Regions from separate parts of the Mus musculus genome. Here region 2 is linked to region 1. Evidence: chromatin contacts called from public HiChIP or PLAC-seq data. All regions are on one chromosome and are shown on one strand. Each heading gives the region's core, a stretch centred on a gene start, on an enhancer-like site or on the middle of the called end of the contact. The rest is flanking DNA. Distances are from core to core; before and after follow the strand shown. Region 1 has its middle 37 kb from the start of Gm33277. Region 2 overlaps Slit3 (slit guidance ligand 3).

Region 1 (5,281 bases), core at 537-3,036:
TCAGGATATCTCTTGCTTCTTTTATTCATCCGCCTTCAAAAAAGTCAGTCTCGTAGATGGAAGGAGATGTCTCTCAAGAAAGAGAACATATGATCCCAGAGTTTCACAGTCTTACTTATATGTTGGGGTTGGCTCGTAGCTGTGATGAACAAACAGGACTCCCAGAGAGCCACTCCTTTCTCCTATAAAGCAGGCACTTACACTCACGCATGTATGTGCGTGTGTGTCTGTGTGTCTCTGTGTGTGATTTTTATAATTTTTATAGAAAATGAGTCAAATAGACTCATACATCTATTTGAGTGCTGGTAGCAAATCACATTAAAAACTGAAACTTCCCATTGCTATCTCAGTTTCAGATCTACTCTGTGACTCCTTCCCTCTTTCTTACCATGGCCCAGAGAAGAAGACAGAAGTTTGATTGCTGTCTTTGGCATCAGTCAGAGGAAGAAGTTGACATTGGAAGAGTTTCGATGTAATTATAGTCTATCTTAGGTTTGGGATACGGATAGAGACAAACAAAGAGGAACGTGAGAGGCCTGTTCCATCTCTCAGGTGTGTCATGGAAAGAGTCCAGCTGGAGTCTCAACTTCATAATAATGAGCTTTGGGTTTTGGGCAAAACATACCAAGTGTGGTCTCCCTGTGTCACAGAGGAGCAGTGATGCCTGTCCACAAGGCTGTGACGGTTTGAGAGCAGCAGAGTTTTCTCCTGGGTTTTCAATACTGCCATTTCTTGAATGTTGTTCTTACCTTTTGGACCTTCCTCTCCAAATCCAGAAAACACCAGATGTAGACCTGGCAACAGTTGTTTTTCCCTCCTGACTTTCTTTTCCCCAGATCTTTCCATACTTACTATGCCCACTGGTCCTCTCGAGGACAGGTGTGAAGATGGTCTTCCCATAGTTCATTCCACACAACCAAAAGAAGGGATTAGGTAGTAATCCAGAAGTCACCACTATTGGAAAGTCACAGCCTACAAGAAGAAAGTAACAGGCCAAGTTCCTAGGGGACATGTTTAAATGACAAAGCCAACAGTCCATGCTCAGTTCCTGTAGTGTCCCAAGATTGAATATAATAAATCTAGGGAACCCTGATGCTCTGTTTTTGTAGGGTCTGGGTTCAGTTCCCAGCATCTACATGGCAACTCAAAGCCACTTGTAACTCTAGGTCTCAGGGGTCTGATATTCTCTTCTAGACTTCATGGGCATGTACAAGGTACATGTGCATACATACAGGCAAAATGTACACACAAACACACACATATTGATGTATACATATGTATTTATAAAGACGTGCCTTTAGAAATTTGTGTGCCTTTATAAATATTTGTATACATCAATGTGTGTGTGTGTGTCTTTATGTTTCTCATAAACATTGACTTGTATTGAAACCTTCATAGAATTTGAATTTGAGTTTGAAGAGGTCTTAGACCATCAGGTGACCAAACCCTTCTCTGGAGGTGGAAGAAATGTGCAGATTCAATCAATGTAAAATAAACTGTTCAAGGACCAAAGAAAACTGGGAATGTCTGAAAGACAAAAAAGGAGCGGATGGCTTTAGGCACCTGACGGGGGATAATTATAACACTTGGCTAATACATTTTTGGCACGAGCTTCTTGGCAGAGAAGGCAAAGTGGAAACAGGCTGGGTTACTTAGTTTTGGTTTTCTGACAATGGAAAACGTAGAATTTTTTCTGAAGAGACGAATTTTTTCCTGGAACTGAACAAAGGCATTTATCACATGAGTCACTGGTACAGGATGCTGAGGACAAAATGGACCGATCTCCCTCTGCGGTTTCTTACCAAGCAGTGCAACTTTCCATCTGGGTGTTCTTATTCTCACCCTTTATGGGTGAATTTTACTGATCAGGAATCTTTTTAAAGCACTGGGAGGGCCTAAGACGAAACAAAAATGGAATCATGTCTGCTCCTCACCTTGTTGCTAACTAACCCTAGCCCAAGGAGAGAGAATGTGCGGGTAATTTTATCTAGGTATAATCTCAAGGCAAGAATGATAATAATAAAATTTCTAATTGTATCCTTTTACCGAATACAAGCACATTTTATAAGTACAAGCAAGCTGACTGTGGTGGCTTCAATAAGAATGCCCCCATAAACTCGTATATTTGGATGCTCGGTCCCCAGGAAGTGGAACTGTTTAAAAGGGTTAGGAGGTGTTGGAGGACGTGTATCACTAGGTTTCAAAAGCCCATTCCAGATCCCAGCCTGCACCTTCTCTCTCAGACTATGGATAAGGATGTAGCTGTCCGTTACTTCTTCGATGCTATGCTTCCGGCTTCCCTGGTCCCTGCCTGATGATAATAGACTACACCTCTGAAACTGTAAGCCAGCCCTCAATTAAATGCTGTCTTTCCTAAGAGTTACCTTGGTCATGGTGTCTATTTGCAGCAACAGAGCAGGGACTAAGTCACTGACTAAGGCAGTGGTTCTCAACTTCCCAATGCTTCAGCCCTTTAATACATTTTACCATGTTGTGGTGACCCCCACCCAACTATTCTCATTGTTACTTCATATCTGTAGTTCTTCTACTGGTTTGAATCATCGTGTAAATATCTGTGTTTTCCAATGGTCTTAGGTGAGCCCTGCGAAAGGGTCATTTGATCCCCAAAGAGGATGTGACCCATGGGTTAGGAACAGCTGGATTAAGGATTTGTCAGATTGAATAGCTCCCCCAAGCCCTCCAAGTTCATCCCGGTCTCCAGTTCCTTCCTCTGTTGGTGGAGCCCCAGATTCTCATGTCAAAGAGGACTCTGAGGTCACATGTAACACGGCAATGAGTGACCACTTCACTGTTTGCCTGTGAGATGGGAAGGACACACAGTGTCTTGCAGTGAATTTGCCATCATTGTGTGATTACATTTTCCTGCTAGCAAAGAAAATTTCATATGGCAATAATTAAAAGATAAACATGGTTCCTGTAGTTCCTCTATATTCGTTAATGGAAACATCGCAAGACATAAATGACTTTATCACATTCTACTTGGCTCTTTGGGGCTCCCAGGAGTTGATGTATATACACAGGGAACAAGCCAAACAGAAACTCACCTCTCCCCTCAAAAATATGTCAAGCTTGCAGTGCAAGTTATAGTTATTATGAAGAGTTTGTTTATACAAGTCAATTTATGAATTATTAATTAAAAAATCTTAGTCTACGGTTAATGACTCCAGAGTCTTTATTCACTTCATATTTATTTAAGCAAGTAGAACCCATTTAGAGTTGTAAATCTTAAAGCATCCCAATGAGGCACTTTGACCATTCTGGCCATTGCAGGCTGTATACAAAGGTTTAAGTTTGTGGATGCGCATCCTAAAGGATTTGGGTTCCTCGAGAATAAGCCTTAGTCCCAAGATTGCATGAGGCAGTTGGCAAGTCCGGAAGGGACTACTGCTGTTTCTGACTGCCCAGTCTCCATTACACTGACCATGCCAAATCAGTGCCTGTACCCCACATAACAATGCACACTTAATAAAACGTAGTAAATAAATGGACCAGTATTGAATTATAAGTGGCTATTTGAATGAGTAAATCAGACACCCACCCCGATGCAGTCACCAGGACAGGCCCAGAAACACCCATCTTCATGAGCAATGAAGTAGGCTGATCTAGTTAACTGCCTCTAAAACTGCTCGTCCATGTTGAGGAGAAAGAGAGTGGATATCTGGTTAGTATGAGTGTGATTTCACAAGCAGATGTGTAAGACTTGCAAACGATTGTTTGTGTCTAAGAGAAGAGAAGGGAGAGACTCAATAAGCTCAGTTAAAGTAAACTATTTATTGCGCTAACTAAGCCACAATGTGGTCGCACCCAACTGGTCACAACTGCAGCCACCAACCCCTCCTTCTTAAAAGTCTTCAGTCTCATAAAAACTGGGAAAGGAAGGCTTCTAACTCATTCTTGGCATCCTGGACTATTTAAGGCCTTAGTCCATGAGAGTTAAGTCTGGTGGTTTTCTGTCTGTCTCTGCGCCAGAAGGAAAGGGGCTGGGATGGAAGAGAAGTCAGATGTGGGCCATGTTCCTAGGGCAGGCAGCCTGCAGAGTAGGATGCACACATTCCCTGCTTGGATGACTTCTAGACTCTGGGGCTTGGCAGAGCAGCAGCTGAAAACATGGAACAAAATAAACTACAAAATATAGAAGGAATGCAGGAAAAGTCATGAAAAGCAAATGGGTGATTCAGAGAGATTACAGTGTAATGGCTACAAGATTTTCCAGGCTTTGATTTAATTTTTTTCAAGAAATCAGTTGCAGCAGAGACTCCCTTGGTGGCTAGACCATGAAGGGAGTGTGTGTGTGTATAAAACATTTGTTTAGGATGTTTATTTTATTTTTAATGAAGCAGATCCCATTTTTATTCCTAAGCTTCCCTCTTGAAGAAATAAAATAGATAAGCAATTCCTAAATGTAGGCAACATAAAGAAGACACACAAAGATCATTTCAAAAGTGGAGATATTTTATTTTTTATCATCCATAAGTACCTGACCAACTTAAAAATTGTGTTTGATGTGCTGGCAGCCAGTGCATATATTTTTGTATGCACACATGCATGCATGTGTAGACTTTTCCTGGGTCCAGCAATTGCTGAATGAAGATATTGATTTATCATGGTTCACAGGATCATAATTAAACTTTTAAAAAGACCCCAAATTTAGACAAATCATGGCTACTGTGGTATGTGACAGTTCAATTTTAGGAGTAAAGACCTCAAGATCGACGGTGTAAGGGTCAGATCTCCAGCCTAGGTCAGCCCAGGACAAGAATGTGTGTATGAGGTGCTAGTTAGTTTTTGCAACCTTGATACAAACATGAGTCATCTACAAAGGGCACCTCAGTTGAAGAATTGCTTCCATCAGATCACTCTGTGGGCATGTCTGTGGAGCATTTTCTTGATTACTGATTGAAGGGTGGGTCTGCCCTCTTGGGTTATAATCCTGGGCTGGTGGTCCTGGGTTGTATAAGAAAGCAGGCTGAGCAAGCCATGGGGAGCAAGGCAGTGAACATTTCTCTCTATGGCACTGTCTCTCTTCCTGCTTGGGTTCTTCTGCTGGCTTCTCTCAAAGACGGCCTGTGGTGTCAAGTAAGCTCCTTTATCCCCTATGCCTACTTTGTACAATGAGCAGGAGAACTCTGCTGTTGGCCTACCTGCTTCTCTGCCCTCAACCAAGTAGCTCCTGTCTAGTCTTTATTCCTTATAGATAATTTAATGCCTTCTTAACACTTCTGGCCAGAGGAATCACACAGAATACTTGTTAAAATTTATA
Region 2 (5,125 bases), core at 1,927-4,426, 430 kb after region 1:
CTGCTGTCATCTTCACGGTGAAGTGTCTGTTCTCCAAGGGTCCTCTGTTCTGGGACTCCGAGGTGACTTGAGAAAAAGTGAGAAAAAAACCCAAAAAACAAAAAACGGTCGTTTCAGCCAAAGGAGACAGATGGACACAAAATGAAGGAAGAGATGTTAGATTCTCACCTTGCCTTTAGTTGCCTGTCGGGTTCAAGTGAGAAACTGATGCTTTGGGGGAAAGGGAAAAACAAACAAACAAACAAACAAAAACCTAGCTACAAATGTTCAGGTTTAGACCCATCAATGAAATTACTGCTTTCAGGGCTGCAGGTAGTTTTGGACAGTAGGTGGTGGAGGTGGACGAAGGCTGAGACAGGAAAGAAATCCAATCTAGAGCACTTCCAAGAACCAAGTCATTGAGAACAAGCCAGAAGGTATCCAGCATAGAAATGAAAGCTTCCTGTAAACCTTTTTAACTCCGTGCTGGAGACTTTTACCCTGTCCCGCATGCAGCCTCTTGTACTGCCTCTCGGTTGTCTGAAGGAGTAGAGAAGAAGAGACCGTGACCCAGATGTTCCCAAGGTCACAGGACGAACATCCTGATGCACCTGCAATGGACACCTGACTTACGTGATTTGGTCTGCTGGCCTGTGGTCAGCTCATCAGCGGAGATCCGCCCGTTCCCATCCTTAGCAGAACTGAGTCAAGAATCCTCCAGCTTGGTGTGACAACAGAGCACTCACGAGAACCTTTAAACAGTCAGAAGGGTGGCCATGGAAAGGGTCTGCAGTGTAGACTTACATTTCCAGGCTACTCTCCTTAGCCTCTTGTGCCTCTAATGTGTCAGCTGTGTACTTATTCCTAGGAGTATTGGGTGAAGCAGGCACTGGAGCACACCCCACCTGACCTCTCATTTCTTATAAGAAGGGGATTTGAGCTTGGGACAGGTGTAGAATTTATTGAGGGTCCAGCTCTGGTGTCTGGCAGCCTAGGGATCAGGCTCAGACTCTCACTGGCTGGCTTTCAGCTTAGTTTCTCCCACTTTTCTGCGGCCACGGGACAGGAACTAATGCTCTCCTTTTCTGTATACTTTGCTCATGATGCTTTAGAAACTCAGACGGAGTATCCCTTGTGCAGAGTGCTTGAGATTGGCATAGGTTGGGATTTGCAATGGGGACAAATTTTGGAATCTTTGCCTATACATGAGATGTCTTGGGTCAGGGCCTAAGTCTATAAAGATATAATTCATTTATGCTTTATATACACAGGATGAAAGGATTTTGATAGTATTTTAGTACACCAGCCCATCACGGAAACTCTGGTGTGGCTATTTCCACTGTGGCTTCACACAGTCACTCAGTGCAGTCCAGATTGGAGATTTCAGCTGGGTTTAGGAGGCTTAGTCGGAAGTGAAGGTCTGCTTGTCCTATCATTACTTCTTCTCGTGTTTGCCCAGCTTGGTTAGCATACAGAGCCTCGTATACAGAATGCCTCTAACCAGAGCACAGGCGGGAGGTTAGCTGAGACTTGTCACCCCTCACTGTCTTGTGTCCTCTCTAATTACAAGTGCACACAGTCCCCTGAAGACTGGAAAGCCCTTGCTGCTATCCTCTGAGCAGTTTGCTGCCCCCAAGTTTGTAATTCTGTCTGGCTCAAGAGTGACTTGAGCTGGTTCCTTCCTCTCTTGCAGTTATTTTTACTCCCTGTGGAGTTTGTTTTGGAAAGGCAGTTTTTTAAAAGTTTCCCTCTCTAACAAGAGTTTTGTTAGATTTTTTTTGTAGACCCAAAACAACAACAACAAAAGACCATTTCTTAAAGATACATACTTAGCTTATTCATTCATGCCTGGATTTGCCTGCTCTCCCTGGCTTTGTCAAAGGGCCATTCTTCCTCGGTGTTTTCCAAAGCTTTCCTGTTTTCAGGAGAGCTTTCTAATAAAACCCCTGAATGCAGTGGTGTGTCTTGCAGCCTCCTGGGCTCGGGGCTTTGGCAATGTAAATGTCCATTAGTTTGGCAAGCAAGAGTTTGCTCCAGCAGGATTTGTTCACAAAAGAGACATGCAGAAAGGTTGTCAGGCTAAAGTGAACTGTGAGGGCAGGCAGCTGGAAGTTGGAAGTGGGGAGAGCATTAGGGGGGGTCCTAGAGAAATCCCTGACTTCTTTAGGAGGCCCATTCCAGAAAGGCAGCCCTGGCTCCACATTATTCGCTTGATTCTCACTGGCCCTAAGGATATCCCAAGCGATTGTCTTCCGACCTGACATCACGGTACTTGTGTAGCTTTCTGTCCAAAGAGTCCTCAACTAGACAGCGTGTGGACTGCAGAGTACCTTAACTGTCTGTAAATAGTAGGCTGAAAGTTTCCTTCAAGTGAGATCGTCTGCTTCCTCACAGACTGCTCTGGGTCACTGTGTTCTGGGAGCCCCTTTGCGGTAATGTCTAGAAACCCAAGACACACCCCTCCTTCTTTCGTGCCAAGGAGATAGAGAGACCTGGGAAAGAGCTGAGGATAGGGCACAGAGTTCTCGATCTCTCCCCCACCAATCCAGCACGATGGGCAAGCCTAGTCTGTTCACCCCATGCCTTGAAATCAGAATGTTGTCTGTGATCCTTTCAAACGTTGAGCATTTTGTGTGCCTGTGTCGCTGAGAATGGAAGAACCACACACCAAGTTTAGAGGAGTGCAGCACCTACGTCCTGAAGCCAAACATCCACATTTGCCTGGGACTGGGAGGTTTCCCAGGACATAAGGATTTTTCATTCCCAGTAAAGTTTTCAGACAAGATGGTCACTTTAGAGACATCAGACTTCCTGACACCTTAACACGGGCGCCACACCCAGTGGGCTTCCTGCTGGAGTCTGACTGTTGGGATAACTATTCCAGTAAGAGGGGTAAATATATAAGCCATGTTTCTCAAAGATAACACCGTGAAGCCCTGGGCTGATTCACTCTGCTTCTGGTTAACGTGTACAGGTAGGAAGCTCCCACACATGTGACAGGAACCTGTGGGAAAGGATGAATAATCCCCGACACTCACCACCAAAAGAGGAAAATTAAAAATAAGTATCTGGGTGAATATATATATATATATATATATTCGTATTCAAGTCACTTTTATCTCTATTCTGCAACCAGAAGCTTCCTCTGTCTTGGATAGGCTGCCACCGTGTGGCCCTAAGCAGGCATGTGGGAAAGTAGAGGAAAGCACAGAGATGGGAATCGCCTCAGGCAACAATCAGTAGGGAAGGCAATGAGCTCAGTGCTTGTGCAAAGACTCAATTATATTGTCCAGGGCCTGGCTTCCCCTGTGGACCAGGATAATGCTCCTGGACTTGCCGCACCTCTCCAGCCCTAAACATTACGATTGCCACAAAGTTCACACATATAGAAGCTGAGGCTGGAGCTAAGTTACTCTTTCACAGTGACCTGGCACAGAGCCAGATCTCAAACCTGAGTTGGTTGGCCGTAAAGCCCTTGGCCTCCACACCAGGCATACTGGAGGGGAACCATCACAAATGGAAAAGGGGGGGATGGGATGGCCTGCGGGAGCCAGCTCTTCTGGAAGAGGTAAGCCTGACTAATTTAAAGGATGGATGGGTGCATCAGGAGAGAATCCAGAATCCAAGGTGTGGAACCCAGAGCAGAGAGGGAGAAATAGGATCCTCTGCTGAGGTAAAGGTTAATGGAGGAGACAAGTTATGAAGTAGCCAGTGAGGCATGAGTAGGAACCCGAAAACAGCTAGGAACGGGAGGCCGGTGGACAGTGTGCTCAAAGTCCTTACACTGTAGACTGCGTCTTCTAGCAGCAACGAGTACCTGTGTGGCTGTTGACTTAACACTTGTGAAGCATTCAATCCACTTTTGATTTATTGGTGGAAGTTCTGTGAACTGTGCGTTCGGATAACCCCATTACATATAGGAGGAAACAGCCAAAGAGAGGTGGCCGCCATAATAAAAAAGGGACTCACAGCTTGAGGGAAAACAGTTGCTTTTGGTGGAAAGAGCCATCCTCAGTCTGTCGGTGAGAGGCAGTAAGGGAAGGTGTTTGAAGTTGGGGCAGCTCAAGGACACAGAAGGCGAGGGTCTCAGTGTTGGTGATCTGGCTGGTATTTGTGTTGAAAGTCTCCTCCCCATGACAGGGATGGTGGCATCATCCAGTAATTCCAAACTCTGGCTTTATAGGCAGAAACCTGAGGATGACAAGTTCAAGGCTTGCCTTTGGTACAGACAGAGTTCAAGGTCAACATGGACAACTTATCGAGACCCTTTCTCAAAAATAAAAAGTGAAATGAAGTGTGTGTGTGGTGGGGGGGGGGTCTAGTTAACTAGTAGAGTACTCGTCTAGTATTCGTGAGGCTCTAAACTCTACCCACAGTATTAGAAAACAACAGAAACAGAGGAAGCGGGAGGAACTGGAGAGGCAGCTCAGTGGTTAGGGACATTGGCTGCTCAGGTTCCCTCCCAGCACAAACATGATGGCTAAGCCAGCCATAACTCTAGTTCTAGGGGGATCAGATGCCCTCCTCTGACCCTTAGGGCAGCAGGCACACACGAGGTATATATACATGCAGGGAAAACACATATAAATAATCATATACATAAAATAGAATAGATATCAGAGAGAGAGATAGAGACACTTCCTGCCACCTGTGAGGGTTGGGACCCACCTTTCCATCTCCATGGAGAGAAGGGGGATGGACTTGAGAGGAGTAACCATAGCAGCCCAGGTATTCGCTTGCCCTTGTTCCAGTAGGGGGTCCTTCCCAGACTACCAGCCTCAGGCAGGTCAGTTCTCTCTCACCCACACTTTCCTTACCTGGCACATGGAGTTTATACATTTGTTTTTCCTCTTGTTGCACAGTATAGACTTGAACAGCGTGGAGTCTAGGACCATCCCGGGGTACATCGGGAGAATCTAAAAAAGACCGGGACTCGGAAAAAGTTTCCAGTGATCATGGAACCAAGTGTGCGTCTTTTGAAAAGTCTCCTTGTCCACACCTCGCATGAAAATTGTTAAAGTCACGTTTGCTTTGTGAGGACAGGGCGTGTTGTTCAGAATGCTTCACAGGAGCAGTCCTCTGCTGACAGCTTTGCCTTTATGGATGGCGCGCCATACTGGCAACAGAGAACGCACGCACGCATGCA

Evidence for each region. HiChIP or PLAC-seq counts read pairs in DNA pulled down with a chosen protein or histone mark.
Region 2: an H3K27ac HiChIP or PLAC-seq map of heart atrium shows a contact between it and region 1, with 7 times the contacts expected there. The contact joins two enhancer-like sites. A contact is called at or near these places in 1 of 15 datasets of contacts at CTCF or cohesin (the NIH/3T3 cell line), 5 of 484 Hi-C or Micro-C datasets (adipose-derived mesenchymal stem cells, embryonic fibroblasts, nephron progenitors and 1 more) and 2 of 115 datasets of contacts at active chromatin or transcription factors (embryonic basal ganglia and heart atrium).

Annotation. Positions count from the first base shown.
Region 1 is chr11:34,976,380-34,981,660 of GRCm38.p6, forward strand. No RefSeq gene overlaps it. Among named protein-coding and RNA genes, the nearest start is that of Gm33277, 37 kb to the left of the region's middle. Within about 2 kb of position 1,787, at least 5 of the 459 cell types and tissues checked have an H3K27ac peak or open chromatin away from gene starts, as enhancers often do. A contact at or near this core is called in heart atrium, where this site is marked.
Region 2 is chr11:35,404,630-35,409,754 of GRCm38.p6, forward strand. The region is part of intron 4 of Slit3 (slit guidance ligand 3); the gene reads left to right. Among named protein-coding and RNA genes, the nearest start is that of Gm46277, 120 kb to the left of the region's middle. Within about 2 kb of position 3,177, at least 23 of the 459 cell types and tissues checked have an H3K27ac peak or open chromatin away from gene starts, as enhancers often do. A contact at or near this core is called in heart atrium, where this site is marked.